Linked DNA regions of Hordeum vulgare: region 1 is linked to region 2. The links are chromatin contacts, called in public Hi-C maps. All regions are on one chromosome and are shown on one strand. The core of a region is the stretch at or near the end of the contact, and the rest is flanking DNA. Distances in the headings are between cores, read along the strand shown.

Region 1 (6,382 bases), core at 499-2,998, 210 kb before region 2:
ACAATATCCCATCTCCCTGATTGCAAAGCAAATCTTCAAGTTTAGCCCATAACATTTGTCTATTGATCTCTTTCTACTTAAGTTATTGTGTTAGGGATAACTCAAACTTCAAATTAACACACACATCTATTTAGCCTCCCCTCTCACTAAAACCCAGCTAATTAATTTATTTTCTATTCTCTATGTATAATGTGTGGCGCTCATATGATATATAAGCGGCTTAGAATACAACATATTGCAGTAACATACTTGTTCTACACTAATTACAACCTGAAGTCCAATCATAATTCAACGGTTAGAAATTTGTACGTTGATACCCGAAAACTCATGGGATATGGATTGGAAATAGCCTCACAGACCCATTGGGTACCCGTTTGATAAGGTGGTCCACATGAAAGTGACCCAGGTCATATAGGTAGTCCTGGAGCTCAACGGTCCAAAGGTGAATACATGTCTGCGCTTGTAATGTATATATATCATTGCCATTCTTGTTTTTATTGTGGGTGCCTAGCGGACAAGACACGAGAAGAAGCTATGACCTGTGATGCTATGTTAGGAGCGTCACATAGAATAAATGATGAGGTGGAGAGAAAGAACTCGAAAAAAAGATTTTGCCTTCTTTTATTTTAGAGAAGACAAGAGATGATCTTTTAGCACAATATGTCTCACCTTGTTTTTAGGAATAGCTAATTATAAAAGATAAGGCTAAGAGATGATTCATTGTAGACTCTTTTCTTTTCCATCTCTAAATTACATGCAAGATTTTAGATAAACTATCTTATCAACCATTGTACATGCCATAATAGTCCGACCCACTTCTTACGCGGGTCTGTTTTGTTCTTTCTTCTCTTCTGTTCTAGTTGGGGTTTTTCATTCAAAAACCGACTGTCTATATTTTTCAAACGGATCTAAATAAAAAACCTATTTTTAAAAATACAAAAATATTTAAAAAATTAGGAGCATATTTTTAAATATTTTGGTGTGTATTAGGAGAAACATCACCGTATATTAATAAATACCACATATAGAAATTGTTCTTCGTATGTAAAAAAATGTCCATTGTGTGTGAAAAACATGTTCAACGTATAATAATAAAATTTTGAGTATATCTTTTTAAAACTGTTCACCAAATATTAGTAAAGTTTGTAGTACAGAAACTATAAAAAATAAAAAGTGGAAAATAAAAACAAAATAAAACCAGTCAAAACCAAACCCTGAGAAAAAAGAACAAAAATAAAAATAAAAAAAGCCATGTAGAAGAAAACAAAAAGCAAAAAAAATATGCAGCATTCAACAGAGAAACGGAGCAACCACACGCGAACCTTGAACCACACGCGAACCTTGATCATCTTTTTAGATGTTTCGCTAAATCATTCCGAAACGATAAACAAACTCGGAGCGAACCGGCCTATGATTGAATGTTTATAGGAGGACATTCTTTTTTGGGTTGTTTAGAAGGACAGTGGTATCTTTGGCCCGCCATGTTTCAAGTTTTAGATTTGACACTCGTGCTTACATTTTCAGGTCAATTTTGGGATGATGTATCAGACGTTCTTGGGGATAGGATGTGTGCGGGCATTGATAGGCATTCATGAATGTATGAGCATCTGCGTCTGTATTGTGTTAAGAAAACTGACTAACTCAACATGGGCTTGGATGGGCTGTCCGAAAGCCCATTGGACCTCAGGCCCAACCCAAACCACAGATAGAAAACAAAAAACTTAAACCCATCTCTAAACCCCTTGTGGGCCACACGGCTCTCGATCCCCATTTCTCTCCTCCTTCCGGAGCTCCCGCTAGGGTTGCGTCGCCGCCGATGGCCGCCGCCGCCGCCGCCGCTGCCATGGCGCGCAGGCTGCTCTCCCCCTCGGCCTCCACCACCTCCGCCCGCCTCCTCCTCTCCCGCCACCTCTCCTCCGCCCCACCCTTCCCGCGCGGCGGCCGCGCCCCGGCGGCGCTGATCGACATCCTGCGCCCGGCGGCCGTCGCCCCCTCCCCCTCCTCCCTCCACCAGCTGATCCGCAACGCTGTAGGTGCACCGCCCCTCTCCTGCCCCGGCTTCTCATACGCGATCCACATTGCTATGTTTCCTACTGCTCGGTGTTGAAATCTGATTGTTTCTTTGCAGGGGATATCGACCACGAGGAGCCTGCTTGCCGGAGACGATTCCATGGTCCCCGTCTCGTCCCCGTTGTCATCGCCGTTGGGTGCCGCGGAAGGGACCGACGACAAGGGGGCCGTGGTGAAGCGGCTCAAAGTCCAGGCCATCAAGAAGGACATCAAGCAGGTAAACAAAACCTCAGTAGTAGTTTGTTGGTTATGTTCCTCAGAGATATCAAACTGCCTGAGTAAGCAAAAGACCGAGCATTATAAATCATTAACCTTTTTACGCACGCCGTCTGCGGTTGTTGAACATGTGATCCTGAGATCCGCAACGGCTACGTAGCCCCCGCTGTTAGTCATAACGCCGAGAGTATAATGCTTATGCACTACTACATATCCTTAGCGGAAGCTGCAAGTGTTTCTTGCTGTGAATTTAAGGCGTGCTTGTAGCTTCTATCCACCGCTAAATTTGTACCTTGGTTGGTAACACATTTGCTTATCGCACTTTGCTGGAATGCAATGATGAGCACGTAGAGAGATTAAGGCTTTGTAGCGGGCTTGGACCCTGTTCGGCAGTCCATCCACCAGCTCCCGAAAATCTCAGGATCTGAGGAGCGAGCGAACAGGGGTTCCGTGATTTTAAACTGCACCTCCGGCTTCTCCGGGAGCGGAGTTGTGGACTGGAGGGGCTCCGAACAGGGCCTTAATCAGCACGAGGAGAGATTAGGGCTGTGCGGCAGACTTTATCAACTTGTTATTCGTCACTGAATTTATATATTGGTTGGAAAACATTTGCGTATCTCACTTTGCTTTGATAGTTAATACAAAGCACATGGAGAGACTAGGGCTGCTTAGCAGACTTTATATCAACTGGTTATTCGTTGCCAGGATTTCATGAACTGGTCATTCATTACTCAGTTTATGTATTGATTTGAAACCATTTTCTTGTCTCACTTGGCTAGACTGTAATAAAGAGCACGTAGAGGAACCAGTCCTGTGCTGTCCAGCGAACTCCATGAACTGCTGTACTGCCTAATAATATTTTGCTAGTGCCACAAAGAGATATTTATTTCTCCAGTTGATCTTAATGTTCCTGGTTGTTTTAGAGCCCCAAGAAGGTGAATCTGGTAGCCAAGCTGGTTCGAGGAATGCGCGTGGAAGATGCCCTTTTACAGTTGCAAGTGACGGTTAAAAGGGCTGCGAAAACTTTGTACCAGGTTTGGCAATCAGCAAAAAAAAGTTGCCTACTCAAGTAACCCTGCTTCTTTCTGCGATAGGTCCAAACTGACCATTTATGTTTTTCATGAGATTTTTTTCCTATCAATTGCTGTAGGTGATCCATTCTGCTCGTGCGAACGCAGCTCACAACCATGGACTGGATGCAGATAAACTTATTGTGGGTAAGATTGCAACAAAGCTGCTCACATTTACCTCCATGTCTGCAATAAATTAAATCTCATCACCCTCCTCCTCGACGACACTGCAGAAGAGGCTTTTGTGGGAAAAGGAATTTATCTCAAGAGGCTCGCTTACCATGCCAAAGGGAGGTGTGGTGTCAGGGAGAGACCTAGGTGCAGGCTGACAGTGGTGGTCAGAGAAGCCACAGCCGAGGAGGAAGCCAAGATTGCGAAACTCAGAGTCATGAACTACAAGAAGCTCACCCGGAAGGAGAAGCAGCTCATGCCTCACAGGCTCATCGAGGTCAGCCCGAAGTGGGCCCGCAAGAGGAAAGAGGAGGAGGAGGCTGGTGCTTCAGCGTAGTACGAGTTCCCGTTTGCAGCAGGGTCCGTCTTTCTTGGCGGGCTTGGAGCCAGAGAGTAGTAGCTGGATCCGCAGTCGTCTAGTCCATCTGTTGAGATTTACTGAAGAACAGCCGTGGTGAGGTGCTCCCTTGGAAGGATTCGTTGTCTCGTTTGCCTGACCAGCCTGTGTTGTGTTTGTGTCATCCATACGGAATCTTTCAAGACATTTGCTCTAGTTAACAATGAATAAGTTGACCTCTGATGTGCCGTTCGGCATGTCTGTTCTTATACATGCCATCGGTCTGTTTCTTGAATGTGCGGAGCAGTAGAAATGCTGGTCCTTTTTGTCTCGGCAACGCTAGTGGTGAGGTAAACCACATTATGTATTTTTGGTACTAGTGTGGGTGACAGTAACAGTTGCCGCCTGCCCTCAGAATTTGATATTTAAGAGTGTTTAGGTTCTGGGTGTGTTACTTTTTGAAAAGTTGTTACGAATTTTGTTAATCAGTGGTTATATATTGTCTCAAATTCTGGATCGAAAAAAGGCATTTCTTGCAACTTGATCAGTTTTCCTTGTTGAGAAAATGCAACTAGATTAGTTTAGTTTTGTGATGAATAAATCGGATTATTATTAGGTTATGTATATTTCAAAATCTGAGTTGGGCCCATCAAACCTAATAGCCAGATAATTGTCAAAACCATATAGACTTGAAAAGTAAGGGGAAACAAGGAAATTCATGTGATAAAAACATATATTTATGAAAAAAAGTAATGATGCATGTTAGTAGGGATGGGCATATTAATCGTTGACCGAACTACCGAACCGAAAAACCGAGACTGGAGCCGAATGGACCAAAACCTATAAGATCGGCCAAAACTCGTGTTCTCAGCGCTAGAAACTCGAATTAACTTCTAGAGAAGGCATCGGGTTCATTATTTTTTATTATTGATACATATTTCTGACTTCGGCTGGGCTTCTCCATTTCGCTCTGGGCCCATACTTTGTCGGACGCTCGTTTTTGCTGCTTACGTTCTCTTCGAGCATCTTGTTCTGAAAAAATACGTATAATTAAAACAAAAGTTGTCCTAGATCATCGTATATTACTTTTCATCCCGTGCATCTAAGATTCCCGATTTAGTTTTCTGGATTTTGGGGGTGTTTTTACAGCCCAAGTCGATAGATATGATGGAGTTATTGGAGGTCTTTTTTACAGCATGGATCGATTAATTCAAGAACATTTTTTGGGATTCACAAAAAATGATTTTTCACGAACATTTTTGAAATGCATGAACATTGTTTTAATCAACTAATTGTTTTTGAATATTAAATTGTTTTTTTAAAATTCACAAACATTATTTGACTTCTGTTAGTTGTTTTAAATGTTAACCGTTGACCGAACTACCAAACCGAAGAACCGAGACGCAAGCCGAATGGACAAAAACCTATAAGATCGGTCAGAGCTCGTGTTCTCAGCACTAGAAACTCGAATTAACTTCTAGAGAAGGCATCGGGTTCAATTTTTTTTATTATTGGTATACATTTCTGACTTTGCATTCTCCATTGCCTTTCAAGTGTAATCCTGATTTATCTAAATTTCACCGTAATTTCAAAAATTTCCTTCACCTTCGCTTGTTAATGTGAGTTGAAGCAGAGGGTACACGGTCTGCTGGATTGCCACATCATCTGGTTACTTTTAATTTGTATATATATAGTTAAAAGTTGCATACTGAACAAGAAGATCAGAGTGGCGCAGCGGAAGCGTGGTGGGCCCATAACCCACAGGTCCCAGGATCGAAACCTGGCTCTGATAATTATCTTTTTTTGGTTATTTTTGCCTGTTGGGCCCGGTGCTATCCTTATTTTTGAGAAAACAGAGCGGCTGGGCTTCTCCATTCGGCTCTGGGCCCATACTTTGTCGGACACTCGTTTTTGCTGCTTATGTTGTCTTCGAGCATCTTGTTCTCAAAATTATACGTATAATAAAACAAAAGTTGTCCTAGACCATCCTATTTATTCCCCTATAAAAAGAGAGGCGTTATTTTCAGAATCTTGCTCTCTCTGTTATTTCTAGACCCGTTTGAGTTTTGTGGATTTTGGGGGTGTTTTCACAGCCCAAGTCGGTAGATAGGATGGAGTTATTGGAGGTTTTTTTTACAGCATGAATCGATTAATTTGAGAACATTTTTTGGGATTCACAAACAAATGTTTCTGTTTTTACGAACGTTTTTAAAATGCATGAACATTTTTTTAATTTGTGATTTTTTTAATCAACTAATTTTTTTAATCTATGATTTTTTTTAAATTGGGGAACCATTTTTGAAATTCACAAACATCATTTGAATTTTTTTAGTTTTTTTAAATTTGTGACTAATTTTTAAATACACGGATATTATAAAGGTAATGTGTTGAGTGCACTATTATTGCCACCTGACCTTCAACCTGTAATAAGCAGTTACTAACAGTAGCCATCCAATGAAGAAATATGTGCATTTATTGTTATCATCCAAACACTGAAAAGGCAATGCAATAAACAACA
Region 2 (6,635 bases), core at 743-3,242:
GTTTGGTGCTCACCTTTCTTCCTAGCAAAAGATGCCACCAAGGGCTAATCCTTTTTTTTTTTACGGTGAACCATGAACCACAATCGGATATGAGAAGTTATTTGACACTATGTTGATAACTTCATTCATTTTGTTCAAGATCAATCAGGCAAGCAAAAAATCCCAACACAAATCATTTGTGCTACAAATGGGTATTTTCTTCCAAATTCCATGTTAATGCTTTGGATATTGAGAAAAAAACAGTACTATTTGACATCATGTAAATTCAGGTGACTGAAACTATGGCCACAATGAGTAAGTGGTAGCTTCAGAAGATCTTTCTAGATATGAACACATACTATGTCAACAGGTTTTGTTTAGTAAAACAGGATTTTTACACAATTCCAGAGTTTCCCCAAATTGACCGACATCCCAGGCAACAGAACCCAGGCAAGACATATTTCCCAGGACCTTTGCCCTTACGGCCTTGGAAACAGTGAACCACATCTTTAGTAAGCAATATACGTAGCAAGACAAAAAAAAAGTTAAGGCTTGTTTCATTTACAGAGTTCTGCGCAAGCTGAACTGCAGTGCAACTTAGCACCGGTACCACGTGTCGTGTGGATATTGATCGACCGCTCTCTAGAAAAGCAAACATATTTATCATGCCCCAAAAGGTCATAACTTTTTTAGAACCAGACAGACAAATTAATTCACAGCGGCATACAAAAAAAATAATGGGACCACCGAGCAGGCATACGCCGAAATGGCGCGAAAAGATGACAAGTTTTTTTTCTTCCAAAGCACGTACCTTGACAGTAACCTTGCTCTTCACTTGGTTTTCCAGCGCCTCGGTCATAGACTGCACACACGATAAACACAGGCAAGCCATAAATCAAATCATCCGCAAGATAAGGCAAATTATGATGTTCCCCAACCTGAAGGGGAAGAAGGCCAACTGGACGGTAACCGAAGAGAGAATGTGGCAGCAGAGCGGGTAGAGCACCTTGTCGAACTGGACGAGCACTTGGATGGCGAGCTCGGGGCTGAGGGTGCCGCTGGAGACCATCTCGTCGAGCGTCTCGGTGAGGCACATGCCGATGGTGGACCGCCTGTAGAGCTCGAAGGTGGCCATATCGCCTCGCCTGCCGCAAACAAGCACGGTTTCGTCAGATGTTGCATAAGGCTAAGGCTAGTGGTATCAACACCAACAACCAGAGCCGATTCGTTCATGCCATGTGGAACTGTCAACCGCATATATACTCCGTATGAAGAAAAGATCCCCCATTTGATGATCCGATACGAACGAGTAGACTAATTAAGCTGGTAGTGCGTGCGTGCTAGTACTAGGCATGAATCAAATCAACCGGAATCAACGGCCCCTCCCTCCCTCCCGTGCGTCATCTGGCCGGCCGGTTCCTCCGGTATAGATGCAGGTCGGCCGTTCCCCCACCCTACAAGGAACGAAGGATAAAAGATGGTTCTTTTTTCCTTTTCCGGCGCGGTTCCATTTCGTCGCCGTCTCTCTCCCACCGAATCCATGGACGGACGAATCCGCCATGGAACGGCAAGCCCAAGGCGGACCACTCCCCCCACGAATCCCCCCCCCCCCCCCCCATCCCACCGCTCGACGGACGGACGAACCCTAGAAAAAGCAAAGCGGAAGCCCATTCCGGCGGACAGGGCCGATCCCGGACGGACCGGAACCGGGAGGCAGGGCAACACGGCAGGCAGCGGCTTGATCCGCGCGACGGAATCGAAGGGGGGGGCGACGGAGAGGGGAATCAATCACCTGCGGGTCGACGGACGGACGGTCCTGGCGGCGAGATCCGGCGGGGAGCGGAGGAGGTGGGAATGGGTTCGGATCGGGGGAGAAGAGGCCGAGGAGTGGGATGGGGGGGTTCGAAATCGGGAGGCTTTATATGTTTGGAGACGAAATTGGGGGATTATATATAGCAGCCGGATGAGCAGCTCTGCTCTGCTTTATCGCTCTCTCTCTCTCTCTCGTCTCTGCCTCCGGCTCCTGGCTGTGGCTGGTCGGCGCCGGTTGACGCTTCTGCCCCTGGGCCACCGTGGGCCGGGCCGGGCTAGGGCGGGCCGGAGCCACATGACCCAAACACAGAATCGGTGGTCTTGAAGGATCCGAGCAACTTTTTTTTTTTACTTGTGTTGTTGTTTGTGTTCGGGTCTACCGTCCATGAGGTTGTAAGCGGGTCTTGCTATATCTACGGATTATTATCGCTTGGTGGACCACTTTCTCCTACTCCCCTCCGTCCCTTCGTTGGACGACCTCTTCTGGTTGGTCTCGGCCTGGCCCAAGCGTGCTAACGCGGGCGTGCAACTTCGGGATTCTCCCCCACGAGGGCGCGCGGAGGAGTGGCAAACTCTTGTCGTCAAGGACAACCCATATAGGTCGGGTAAAAATAGGGCAATTACCCCATGCCTCGAGAGGACGACGACCTCAAATACTAAATTATATCCCTGTGTTCCTAAATACTTGTAGTTGGAGAGAAGACTAGTTCTCTCTAACTACAAGTATTTAGGTATTAGTTCTCTTCAAGTACAAGTATTTAGGTACTAATTCTCTCCAACTTCAAGTATTTAGGTACATAGAGTACAAGAGAGTACGATACCGTTACACATTTCCCTGAAAGATTATTGAATATATAAAAAAAAAACTCAATTTCAGGAGCGCAAGTTCACGCCACATATCAATAGTGTATATCATACGGGGGGGAAGAATATAACTGAAAAAGTTGAGTTTAATTAGTCATTCCCTAATGAAAATATATGTTAACTAAATCTTTATGCTTACTTTCTTATATGAATAAAATTAGTTGAGAAACGAGCAGGAAATACTGAATATGTTGAATCAAATTTCAAATAACCAAACCATAAGTATGCAAAAGTAGAATTAGCGGTCTTTTGTGTTCTTTGATCACTACAATAACGAGTATTATATTTTGTTTAAAAGTACAATTCATGCACAACTTATTATTCAACCCAACTTGAAAAACACAATTGCCATACTACTTTAGATTTTTCTATAAACATGCTTAGCTAATAATACACCAGAAACCACCATTCACTTTACAAATGGATACCATGATATTCAAAATACATACTTATAAGAGAACACACACATATATGCGCATAAATAAATTAATTTCATGCAACTTTCCAAACTAATTCAAAGCATAACTTTTTTACATCATATAATTTAATATACATTACAATATAGCAAAGAATAGTGTCTCACTTTATTTAACAATTGTACTTTGCTATGATAGCGAACTAATAGAAATTAAACCATTAAGTTTGTAGTATGATGCAACTAATTCAAATAAGTATACAAACTTCGTACAAATTTTGTAATGTCACTACTGGATCCAACCTTATAGAAACGTGCACATAAAATTTTAACCATTAATTTTTCCTCTATCTGATGTTTACATTATTTTGATATTTGATATTTGATATATTACTAAACAAGAAAGAGTAAAATACATTGTTGGTCCTAAAAGTATCCAAGGTGTGTCACCTAGATCCTTATAAAGTTCTAAAATGCACATCTAAGTCCCCCAAAATTATGTGAAGTGGAGGGATCAAACACCCGACCTCCAGCAATTGAACCACTTCGCTTGCCATTGTATTCTCTGTGATTTGTTCTCAAAAATAACAATCTAGTTTAAATAATTATAGTATGTGAATTTTATTTTCTAAAATTTCAACGTGATTTTATTTATAAAAATGTAAATGTTTTTTGAATAACAAACATTTCAGATTTTTATTAAAATGTATTTAAGCTCAAATATTAGCTCAAAACATGAACATGTTTTGCAAAAGAAGGAACAAAATTGAAGATAAGAATTTAAAAAATACATTTTAAGCAAATTTAAGAAATCCCCCGAACAATTGTTCACTCAAAAAAAATTCAAAATAGAAACATTTTTTGAATAACCTGTTTTCTTTTGAAATTGTATAATTTTTTTTGAAATGATGCACATTTGTTTCAAAGCCCAAACATTTATGAAAATTCCTTAATATTTTTTGAATTTGCAAACAAATTTTACATGAATATATCCTAAATTTATAAACATATTGTTTTAGGTTCACAAATTTTGAAACTTGTTCATGAGTTTTATTAAAACATTCATGGTATTTCACAAGATGCTAGCATTTTTTAAAATTATTAATAAATTTTAGGAAAAATATTCACTGAATCCAAAACATTCACAATGTTTGAAAAAATGTTGGTGATTTTTTAAAGCAGGCTCTGAAAATTTTAAAATCTAATTCGCAAGTCTAATAAATAGTTCATTTATTATAAATTTAAGGAATAATTTAAAAATAGCTTGTTCAAGAATTGTGCAGGTGGCGACCAACTCTGGAGAGAGTCCCCAGAAGATCCCGTATAAGCTCAGCGAACTACGCTTTTTTGGCTGTTATATGGGACAAGCCAAAAAACGACCTCAGCAGATCCCCCCAAAAACGGGAGGTCGCAGGGCGCGATGAGGAGCGGAGGAGCGGAGGAGGTCCCTGTTTTTGAATAACAAACATTTCAGATTTTTATTAAAATGTATTTAAGCTCAAATATTAGCTCAAAACATGAACATGTTTTGCAAAAGAAGGAACAAAATTGAAGATAAGAATTTAAAAAATACATTTTAAGCAAATTTAAGAAATCCCCCGAACAATTGTTCACTCAAAAAAAATTCAAAATAGAAACATTTTTTGAATAACCTGTTTTCTTTTGAAATTGTATAATTTTTTTTGAAATGATGCACATTTGTTTCAAAGCCCAAACATTTATGAAAATTCCTTAATATTTTTTGAATTTGCAAACAAATTTTACATGAATATATCCTAAATTTATAAACATATTGTTTTAGGTTCACAAATTTTGAAACTTGTTCATGAGTTTTATTAAAACATTCATGGTATTTCACAAGATGCTAGCATTTTTTAAAATTATTAATAAATTTTAGGAAAAATATTCACTGAATCCAAAACATTCACAATGTTTGAAAAAATGTTGGTGATTTTTTAAAGCAGGCTCTGAAAATTTTAAAATCTAATTCGCAAGTCTAATAAATAGTTCATTTATTATAAATTTAAGGAATAATTTAAAAATAGCTTGTTCAAGAATTGTGCAGGTGGCGACCAACTCTGGAGAGAGTCCCCAGAAGATCCCGTATAAGCTCAGCGAACTACGCTTTTTTGGCTGTTATATGGGACAAGCCAAAAAACGACCTCAGCAGATCCCCCCAAAAACGGGAGGTCGCAGGGCGCGATGAGGAGCGGAGGAGCGGAGGAGGTCCCTGTTTTTGAATAACAAACATTTCAGATTTTTATTAAAATGTATTTAAGCTCAAATATTAGCTCAAAACATGAACATGTTTTGCAAAAGAAGGAACAAAATTGAAGATAAGAATTTAAAAAATACATTTTAAGCAAATTTAAGAAATCCCCCGAACAATTGTTCACTCAAAAAAAATTCAAAATAGAAACATTTTTTGAATAACCTGTTTTCTTTTGAAATTGTATAATTTTTTTGAAATGATGCACATTTGTTTCAAAGCCCAAACATTTATGAAAATTCCTTAATATTTTTTGAATTTGCAAACAAATTTTACATGAATATATCCTAAATTTATAAACATATTGTTTTAGGTTCACAAATTTTGAAACTTGTTCATGAGTTTTATTAAAACATTCATGGTATTTCACAAGATGCTAGCATTTTTTAAAATTATTAATAAATTTTAGAAAAATATTCACTGAATCCAAAACATTCACAATGTTTGAAAAAATGTTGGTGATTTTTTAAAGCAGGCTCTGAAAATTTTAAAATCTAATTCGCAAGTCTAATAAATAGTTCATTTATTATAAATTTAAGGAATAATTTAAAAATAGCTTGTTCAAGAATTGTGCAGGTGGCGACCAACTCTGGAGAGAGTCCCCAGCAGATCCCGTATAAGCTCAGCGAACTACGCTTTTTTGGCTGTTATATGGGACAAGCCAAAAAACGACCTCAGCAGATCCCCCCAAAAACGGGAGGTCGCAGGGCGCGATGAGGAGCGGAGGAGGTCCCTGTTTTTGAATAACAAACATTTCAGATTTTTATTAAAATGTATTTAAGCTCAAATATTAGCTCAAAACATGAACATGTTTTGCAAAAGAAGGAACAAAATTGAAGATAAGAATTTAAAAAATACATTTTAAGCAAATTTAAGAAATCCCCCGAACAATTGTTCACTCAAAAAAAATTCAAAATAGAAACATTTTTTGAATAACCTGTTTTCTTTTGAAATTGTATAATTTTTTTGAAATGATGCACATTTGTTTCAAAGCCCAAACATTTATGAAAATTCCTTAATATTTTTTGAATTTGCAAACAAATTTTACATGAATATATCCTAAATTTATAAACATATTGTTTTAGGTTCACAAATTTTGAAACTTGTTCATGAGTTTTATTAAAACATTCATGGTATTTCACAAGATGCTAGCATTTTTTAAAATTATTAATAAATTTTAGGAAAAATATTCACTGAATCCAAAACATTCACAATGTTTGAAAAAATGTTGGTGATTTTTTAAAGCAGGCTCTGAAAATTTTAAAATCTAATTCGCAAGTCTAATAAATAGTTCAT

The links. A called contact is a pair of places that touch in the nucleus more often than the background predicts.
Region 1: a Hi-C map of seedling shows a contact between it and region 2, with 2.7 times the contacts expected there. The contact joins the promoter of LOC123438842 here to the promoter of LOC123438363 in region 2. A contact is called at or near these places in 2 of 6 Hi-C or Micro-C datasets (leaf and seedling).

What each region holds. Positions count from the first base shown.
Region 1 is chr1H:8,518,748-8,525,129 of MorexV3_pseudomolecules_assembly, reverse strand. It overlaps LOC123438842, which reads left to right and starts at 1,748. Exons shown (of 5, transcript XM_045115809.1): 1 at 1,748-2,029; 2 at 2,129-2,287; 3 at 3,210-3,320; 4 at 3,437-3,503; 5 at 3,590-4,159. The coding sequence starts at 1,817. The coding sequence ends at 3,864.
Region 2 is chr1H:8,310,808-8,317,442 of MorexV3_pseudomolecules_assembly, reverse strand. It overlaps LOC123438363 (transcription initiation factor IIA subunit 2), which reads right to left and starts at 1,992. Exons shown (of 4, transcript XM_045115775.1): 1 at 1,772-1,992; 2 at 986-1,124; 3 at 791-841. The coding sequence starts at 1,114.